Linked DNA regions of Mus musculus: region 2 is linked to region 1. The links are chromatin contacts, called in public HiChIP or PLAC-seq maps. All regions are on one chromosome and are shown on one strand. The core of a region is the stretch at or near the end of the contact, and the rest is flanking DNA. Distances in the headings are between cores, read along the strand shown. Region 1 has its middle 32 kb from the start of Timp4. Region 2 holds the start of Mkrn2os (makorin, ring finger protein 2, opposite strand).

Region 1 (3,515 bases), core at 341-2,840:
TGTTTTTAGGGTCTGAGGACTGAGACAGGTAAGGGGAGAAGTAGGATCCCCACAATCTCCCATTGAATGGCACCTGATGAGTGCTATCACTCCATCCTTCCTTGCACAGTACACACACCTACAGAGAGCTAAACGAAGGGCAATAGGGAGAATCAATCAATCTGCCTCCCCTCTCTTTCTGCTGAGGTTGGAACCCAGGGTCTCAGAGTCTCACTCATGCGAGGCAAACACTATACCTCTGCCTGCCCAGGCCTGCATATGCATTCTGTTTTTATACCTACTTGTGTGTCTTTATAAGGAAAGTGAAGATTCGAAGAATGACAACTTGAAGATGTGACACTACAAAGGGGTCTGGTGTAAAGCTAGTGAACTGTGGGAAAGGAATTAGGATGCACATGGGAAAATGGTGAAGGAGACGGTCACACATCTTAAGATTTTGTTTGTATAAACGCATTTCCATGTTAATCTCTAGTCTCTGGTTGTAAAAATGTTCTTATTGTATAGGTTGGTGAGGGAACATCTTCTTCATGAGAGTTTTAGGTCCTGTTTCAGGCACAAAGGGAGAGCAGAGAACTCCCCCTGTACCTCTCAGTGCCCACTGCCTTTGGCTCAAAATAATCAGCGTGCCCAGCGTGGCATATTTTGAGGTAGCCTGTTCTGAAGCTCTTTACTGACAAGAGTCTTCCACTTATCCATGCTTCTCTCCCTCTGGTTCCAAATACACCGCAACACAACGTGCTTCTTTAGTGACATGGATTGAGCGTTTACCCTATGTGTAGACGTCGTGATGGAGTCAAAGACATGTTTACTAACATATCCAGAGCTTACTAAGCATAATTCTAAGCACTTAAAGCAACTTATTGATCTCCTATGGGATAAGTACTATTATAATTTTACACATGAAGAAATTGAAGAAAACCCCAATTACTTGTTTAAGGTTATCCAGTTGGTCAAGTTGTACAAGTAAGATTTAAACCCAAATAATTGGGGGTCAGAATATGGTTCCTCAGGTAAAGTACCTGCTGCACAAGTATGAAGAACAAAGTTTGGATCCTCAGACTCACCGAGAAAACAGCCAGGTGGGTATGGGAGCCTGTCTGTAAACCTAGTGTGTGGGAGGCACAGACAGGGAGTCTCCGGAGCAAACTACTAGCTGAGACAGTGAGTTCTACATTCAGCCAGAGACCCAGTCTCAAACTAGAAGGTGGTGAGCAATCAAGGACATCTAGAGTCAACCTCAGACTTCCACGTGTGTTCACACACATGTGAATGCACACTACAGTGAGCAAGCCAAGCCACAGTACAGTAGAACACATGCCCCTCATCACTTTGCTGTATTTTATTTAATCTTGCATGGTCTATAAGAAATCATTTTCTCAAATTTTCATAGTGTGATCATATAATACAGTATACACAAACTTGGCTGGATGAGAGCTTGGGGGACAAATTACCAGTGTTGACCCCTTGGCTTAAAACTATGAGTAACATGCACTGTGGGTCTTATTCTGATCAAATATAATTCTGACTCCTAAAATGTTACTCATTCTTCCACATGTGATGTCAAACCCAAACCACAAGTAGCTTATTTAGAAAATGAGTCACCCGGGAGGGACTGTTGGGGTGACAGAAAGGGAAGGCGTTTACCATAGTCATGCAGTACCCTAGTCCAAGGAACACAGGGATTCTACCTAGACTCTAGTAATCTGGACCAGGGGTGGGGCCATTGAGAAGTAAACCTCTTGGTACTTAATTAAGATGGTTCCAGAGACTTGGAAAGTAGTACCTCACAATAGTCAAACACCCAGTGAGTAGTGTGAAAAAACTTGGGCCAAAAGCTTTTGGTCTGTAGGCCAACTCTGCCTGTCTTGCAGATCAGATCTACTCTAGCTTATGGGGCTTCCTCTGACAGTTCTCAGCCCAGATAAGTAAACAGAAAGATTCATCTGTCTTCACGGGGCTTCCCATCTCCTGGATCAAAGTGAATAAATTCTGTCCATTATGTACTTGTTGATAATTCTTTATTGTGTATTTACTAAGCTCAACAAATTTCATGGGAAGATCATAAAACTGAGCTAACGAAGGTTTCTGCACTCACAAAGTCCACAGCCAATAGGAGAGATGTGTACTGTCTTAAGGAATGCAGTCACCGTGTCAGCTTGGAAAACTCAGCTTGATAGTTATCAATGAGAATGTAGGAAAACTCTACACATACACATCGCTAGTGGGAGCCTGTATGGGCACTACCACTGTGGGGGATCATTTCCAACATCCAGTGCCTAGCTGAGCTTCGGGAATCTCATTTCTGGATACTTCTATAGAGACTTCATATCCACAAGGAAACAAGCAAAAGAATATTGGTTGCAACACGGGAGTGGGGGAACCCAACATGGAACCAATCAAACATGGAAACAAACTACTGTCTCTCATGGAGGAATTAAATTATATGTTCTCTCTCATTCATGAATAGGAATTCTCTGAGTTTAAATATGTTAGGGATTCAGATAAGGTCCGATAAGGTATGGAAAGAGGATGAATAAGATGAGTTAAGCAAGTGTAAGACAGACAGCAAGCTGTACGTGTCTCAGTGGAGCGTATGTCTAGCTCCGGGTCAGAAAAGCCTCCATCACAGGTAAGGGAGAGCTGGGATGAGTCCACAAGATCCGGAGGCCTGTAGGCAAGGGGGGGGGGGGGTTACAAAGAATTCATTTACAGTTTCATAGTTGAAAGCAACAATTAGTCTTATTGCCTGTTTACAGATGAGAAAACTGAGGCCCAGGTACCTTGGACATTTACCACAGTCATGAAGGGAGTTAGTGACATAGACAAATGAATGAGCCTTAATACTGTCTTTAGGGTCTTTAGGGTTAGGACTTGTCCTTCCTGAAACAAACAGAATGGGTTTCATTTCTAAGGAGAGGTGTATAGAGGCAGGTGATAGGCCAGGAGGAAGTGGGAAGATATTGTTAGCCAATGAAAAGAGCCTGAATCAAGTCTGAGTTTGCATCCAGGCTCTGCTAATTATTGACTGATTTGACCTTGCAAGCAATTAGTTTTTCTGTCTCAAAATGCCCTTTTCTGGGTGAGTTTAAGGATTAGATGAAGTAAATGTCCACTCCTAAAAATGGCTATTTCTGAGGTCATCACAATAAATCCCACCTCTGTCTCAAAGATCACCTAGTTGCCTTCCATGTGACTCCTCCCAAAATAGCCAAGTGCCTTTCTCCACCTCCCAGATCAGTGGTCCTCTAGGGCGATTTAAACCCAACTGAAATGACCTAAGGCTATAGCTGTAGAAGAATTAGAGTTAAGGGTGGACACCTGGAGAAACAGATGCAGCTGCCAGGCTTCCCACTGGCAATGATATATTGTGAGTGCAGATGTTCGAGCATGCACGTGAGCTGGTGAGCTTGCAAGTGAGCGTGTGTGCACTAGTGACACACACACATACACACACACACACACACACACACACATATAGAGTAACCTTTGCTGGTATAGAATGAAAAATCTCATTA
Region 2 (3,809 bases), core at 1,095-3,594, 310 kb after region 1:
GTTATTGTACATTAACAAAATAATAGGCTTCATTATGACACTTTCTGACATGTCTATAATGTGCTTTGATATGATCTGTGCACCTTGCTCGGCAGGTCATTCCTAGGAGGGCTCAGTCCTGGTGTCAGCTCTCAGGTAACTGATTCTTCAGTAAAGCAAGCAGCCCCAGCTTTCTCACCATACTGTTCCCTCTCGTCAACCCCAGGGGCTGTTCTGAGCTTACAGAGACCCCATGGGCTCCGAGGCTAGGCTTGAGTGAACAAGAGTCCGTGCTGAGGGCTGGTTCTGCCCCTCTCTGGGTGCTCCACACTCCTCATTTCCCGGCTCCATCTTAGCCAGACCACCATCCCTCCCATAAATTTTCAGTCGTTTGACAGCTCGCTGGGTGTTGACTCTGGGCCTGACAAATAAGGCTGGTGACACAGGACAGCATGAGGCTCTGCCCTCTTGGCTTCCTTCCAGAAGGATCATTTCAGCTTTAGTTTGGCAAGTCTATGTTTTCTTTAGTTCAAGATACCAGAGACTGGCCGGGCAGTGGTGGCACACGCCTTTAATCCCAGCACTCGGGAGGCAGAGGCAGGCAGATTTCTGAGTTCGAGGCCAGCCTGATCTACAGAGTTCTAGGACAGCCAGGACTATACAGAGAAACCCTGTCTCGAAAAAAACAAACAAACAAAAAAAGATACCAGAGACTGGGCTACATAGCAAGTTCAAGGCCAGCCTGGGCTAAGTGAACAACAACAAAAAGTTAAAGGAAGGTTTTTAAGCAAAAGAGAGACCATGGAAGAAAAGGGTCTGGATCTACCCAAAGGAATGAAAAGCTCCAGAAAAGATGAATATTTGAGTAATATCAAATATATGTTTTATTGAAAGATAATTGTATAGATCTAAAATTGATAACTCACTTATATGCATATTTTCCTCATTCTTAATATTGTACATTTTTTAAATTTATGAGTACAGGTGTTTTTGCCTCTCTCTCTCTGTGTGTGTGTGTGTGTGTGTGTGTGTGTGTGTGTGTATGCGCACCATGTATGTGTACTACCCCCAGAGCCCAGAGGAGACAGTTGGCTTCCCTAGAACTGGAGTGACGGATAATCAAGAGACACCGTGTAGGTTCTGGGAACCGAACCTCCGTCTTCTGGGATTGCAAATAGCAGAGCTCTCCCTCCAGCCCTAACACTTGCCTCTTTTTGTTGAGTTTTCACATTTAACATTAAGTTAAGTTTGCACTTTCAGGGAAAAAAAAAGCGAATGACTTTTTATTGGAATTGTATTAACTTGTATGTTTTAAGACTGGAAGAGGCTCTCTGCTGGCTCATGTCTGTGATCTTAGCATTCAAGAGGCTGAGGCAGGAGATTCACATGGTCATGACCGCTCTGGTCAGCATAGCCAGTTCCAAGCCAGTCTGTGTTATTTATACAGCGAGAGCCTGTTTCAAGGGAAAAGAGAAAGGCAGCAGGCTTAGGAGTGCAGTTTAGCTCTGAGCACGTATCCAGCCCGTATGAGACTTTGAATTCTACCTCTAGCACTGTAAAAGGAAGAGGAAATGAAAAGAAGAAAAGGGGGAGAACCCTCAGACTTCCTTGCTAATTAAATTCACCCCCATCAAGAACCATCTCTTGCGGATTGTACTTTGCTCTGCACATTGTACCTGCTTGTCACATAAGCTATGAGCCGTCGCTTACATCTCACGCCGATAACATTCACTGCCTGGCTATTCCCACCCTGCCGCTCAGCAGCACATCCTTTCCTCCTAAAATCACTCAGCAGGTGTCTTCATGCAACTCGAAGCCTTCCACATACTACTCAAATGTGTGCACAAAACCCAGGGCCTTACCCTAGGCAGGCAAGTCCCACACCCTGGCCGCATACCAACCACTCTGATGGACAAACAGGCCTGCGGATGAAGACATAAAGACTACAGTCTACCCAAAGCAAGCCCACACACACTGCACTGCACACATCCTTCAGAGAAGGTTTGATGACTGGCACACAGCAGAAACGCATGCACCGGGTGTCATAACCCAAACCACTGTACCTAAGGAACGTCCCTCGCGTCGGTTTGAGGAGGAAGGCGCACTTCTCTTGATGACCGTTGGAGAATGGATCTGAGATGCTGATAGGTGCGTCCTCTATCCTGGTGGAGCCCACGTCCCCCTGGCAGAGAGGGCAGCATTGGGGTACACTGAAGGTGTAGATGGACCTCTCGCAGTGCCTGAATTTAATTAGAGGCTTCCCAGCTCCTTCGAAGTGCATCCCGAATGATTGCCAAGCCACCAAGACAGGTTTCAGGAGACTTCCTTTTCCTCATTATACAGCTGGCTAACTCACACCACCTGAGTAACCTAATCTACAGTGACATCATCCTGGGTGGAGGCTTTAGACACCAAGCTAGGTAGATTAACCAGTAACCAGGCTGCCCCTGCTGGACTCTTAAAGAGCTAGTTCTTATTTGAGCTGGCTTACCAAATTTCTTTTTAGATGCTGCCGTTTGCAGCTGGTGACAGCCACTCCTACTTATCCTCTAAAGCCCTGCTTTCCCATGCAGCCCGTCTCCCCTTCCTTCAGCCTCTCCTTATGATACTAAGAGTAATTCGTTGTGACTGCCTTCCTGCTGGAACAGATACGTTTTAGAGTCTGATTTCAGACTGGGGTGGGCTCAGAGTTCATCAGAGGGTCATGAGATTAAACAGGAGGGGTCTGGCCCCTCTCTCCCCTAGCCAGCAGAGCAGCGGGCACTGGTTCATATAACTCTGAAAGTTGGAAAGTTACAAACAGCCTGCTGCATGACACAGTCCTTCTTCATAAGCGGGGCAGTCTCAAGCCTCCAGTTATTCACGAGGTAAGACTGTGTCCTGTGCCACTTGGATGGGGAATTTGGAGGAGGCAAGTCCCAGCTTATAGGTAAAAGGGGCAGGGATTTCTGGTGATGAAGAGACTTTAAAAAGCCCTGTCTTGCCAGGCATGATGGTGCACACCTTTAATCCCAGCATTTGGGAGGAAGAGGCAGGCAGAGTTTGAGGTCAGCCTGGTCTACAAAGTGAGTTCCAGGACAGCCAGGGCTACACAGAAAAACCCTGTCTCAAACAAACAACAAAAGAAAAAGAAAAAAAAAACACAACCAGCAGGAAGCTGTTTTCCCCTTTTCTCTGTCCTGGTGTCCCTTCTGCAGAACGGTTCTTCGGTAAAGACCGCTTTGTTTCCATGACTCTTTTGAATCATTTATCTTATTTCCCACACTGCCTCCCTTCCTCTTTTTTTTTTTTTTTGTTGCTGCTTTTTGTTTTGTTTTTGTTTTTTTGTTTGTTTTGTTTTGTGGTTTGGTTTTTTTTTTTTCTTTTTTTTTTTTTTTTCGAGACAGGGTTTCTCTGTATAGCTCTGTATAGCCTGTGGAATTCACTTTGTAGACCAGGCTGGCCTCAAACTCAGAGATCCGCCTGCCTCTGCCTCCCTAGTGCTGCGATTAAAGTCGTGCACCACCATGCCCAGCTCCTTCCTCTTTTTTCTCAGATAAACAAACATAATTGTTTCCCTAAAGGAATATCCCCCCAACCTCCTGCAGGCATATCCATCTTAGGTTGTAACTAGAAACAAAAGTCAAACCAGTGTACATTGGATAAGAATAAATAAATAATAACCCACCACATCGGAAGTAGGCTCTTTGAGTCCAGCAGTACCAGGCAGCCTCAAGTCTCTAGACCAGGGGTTCTCAAACCTTCCTAATGCTGTGACCCTTTAATACAGTTTCTCATGTTGTGGGGACCCCAAGCATAAAATTATTTCCATTGCTACTTCTTAGCTGTAA

Evidence for each region. HiChIP or PLAC-seq counts read pairs in DNA pulled down with a chosen protein or histone mark.
Region 2: a FOXA1 HiChIP or PLAC-seq map of pancreatic cancer cells shows a contact between it and region 1. The contact joins the promoter of Mkrn2os here to the enhancer-like site in region 1. A contact is called at or near these places in 1 of 39 promoter capture datasets (hippocampal neurons), 2 of 115 datasets of contacts at active chromatin or transcription factors (bone marrow-derived macrophages and pancreatic cancer cells) and 1 of 9 other capture datasets (pancreatic islet).

The regions. Positions count from the first base shown.
Region 1 is chr6:115,282,746-115,286,260 of GRCm38.p6, forward strand. No RefSeq gene overlaps it. Among named protein-coding and RNA genes, the nearest start is that of Timp4, 32 kb to the left of the region's middle. Within about 2 kb of position 1,591, at least 60 of the 459 cell types and tissues checked have an H3K27ac peak or open chromatin away from gene starts, as enhancers often do. A contact at or near this core is called in bone marrow-derived macrophages and pancreatic cancer cells, where this site is marked.
Region 2 is chr6:115,590,232-115,594,040 of GRCm38.p6, forward strand. It overlaps Mkrn2os (makorin, ring finger protein 2, opposite strand), which reads right to left and starts at 2,345. Exons shown (of 4, transcript NM_001101431.1): 1 at 2,043-2,345. The coding sequence starts at 2,260.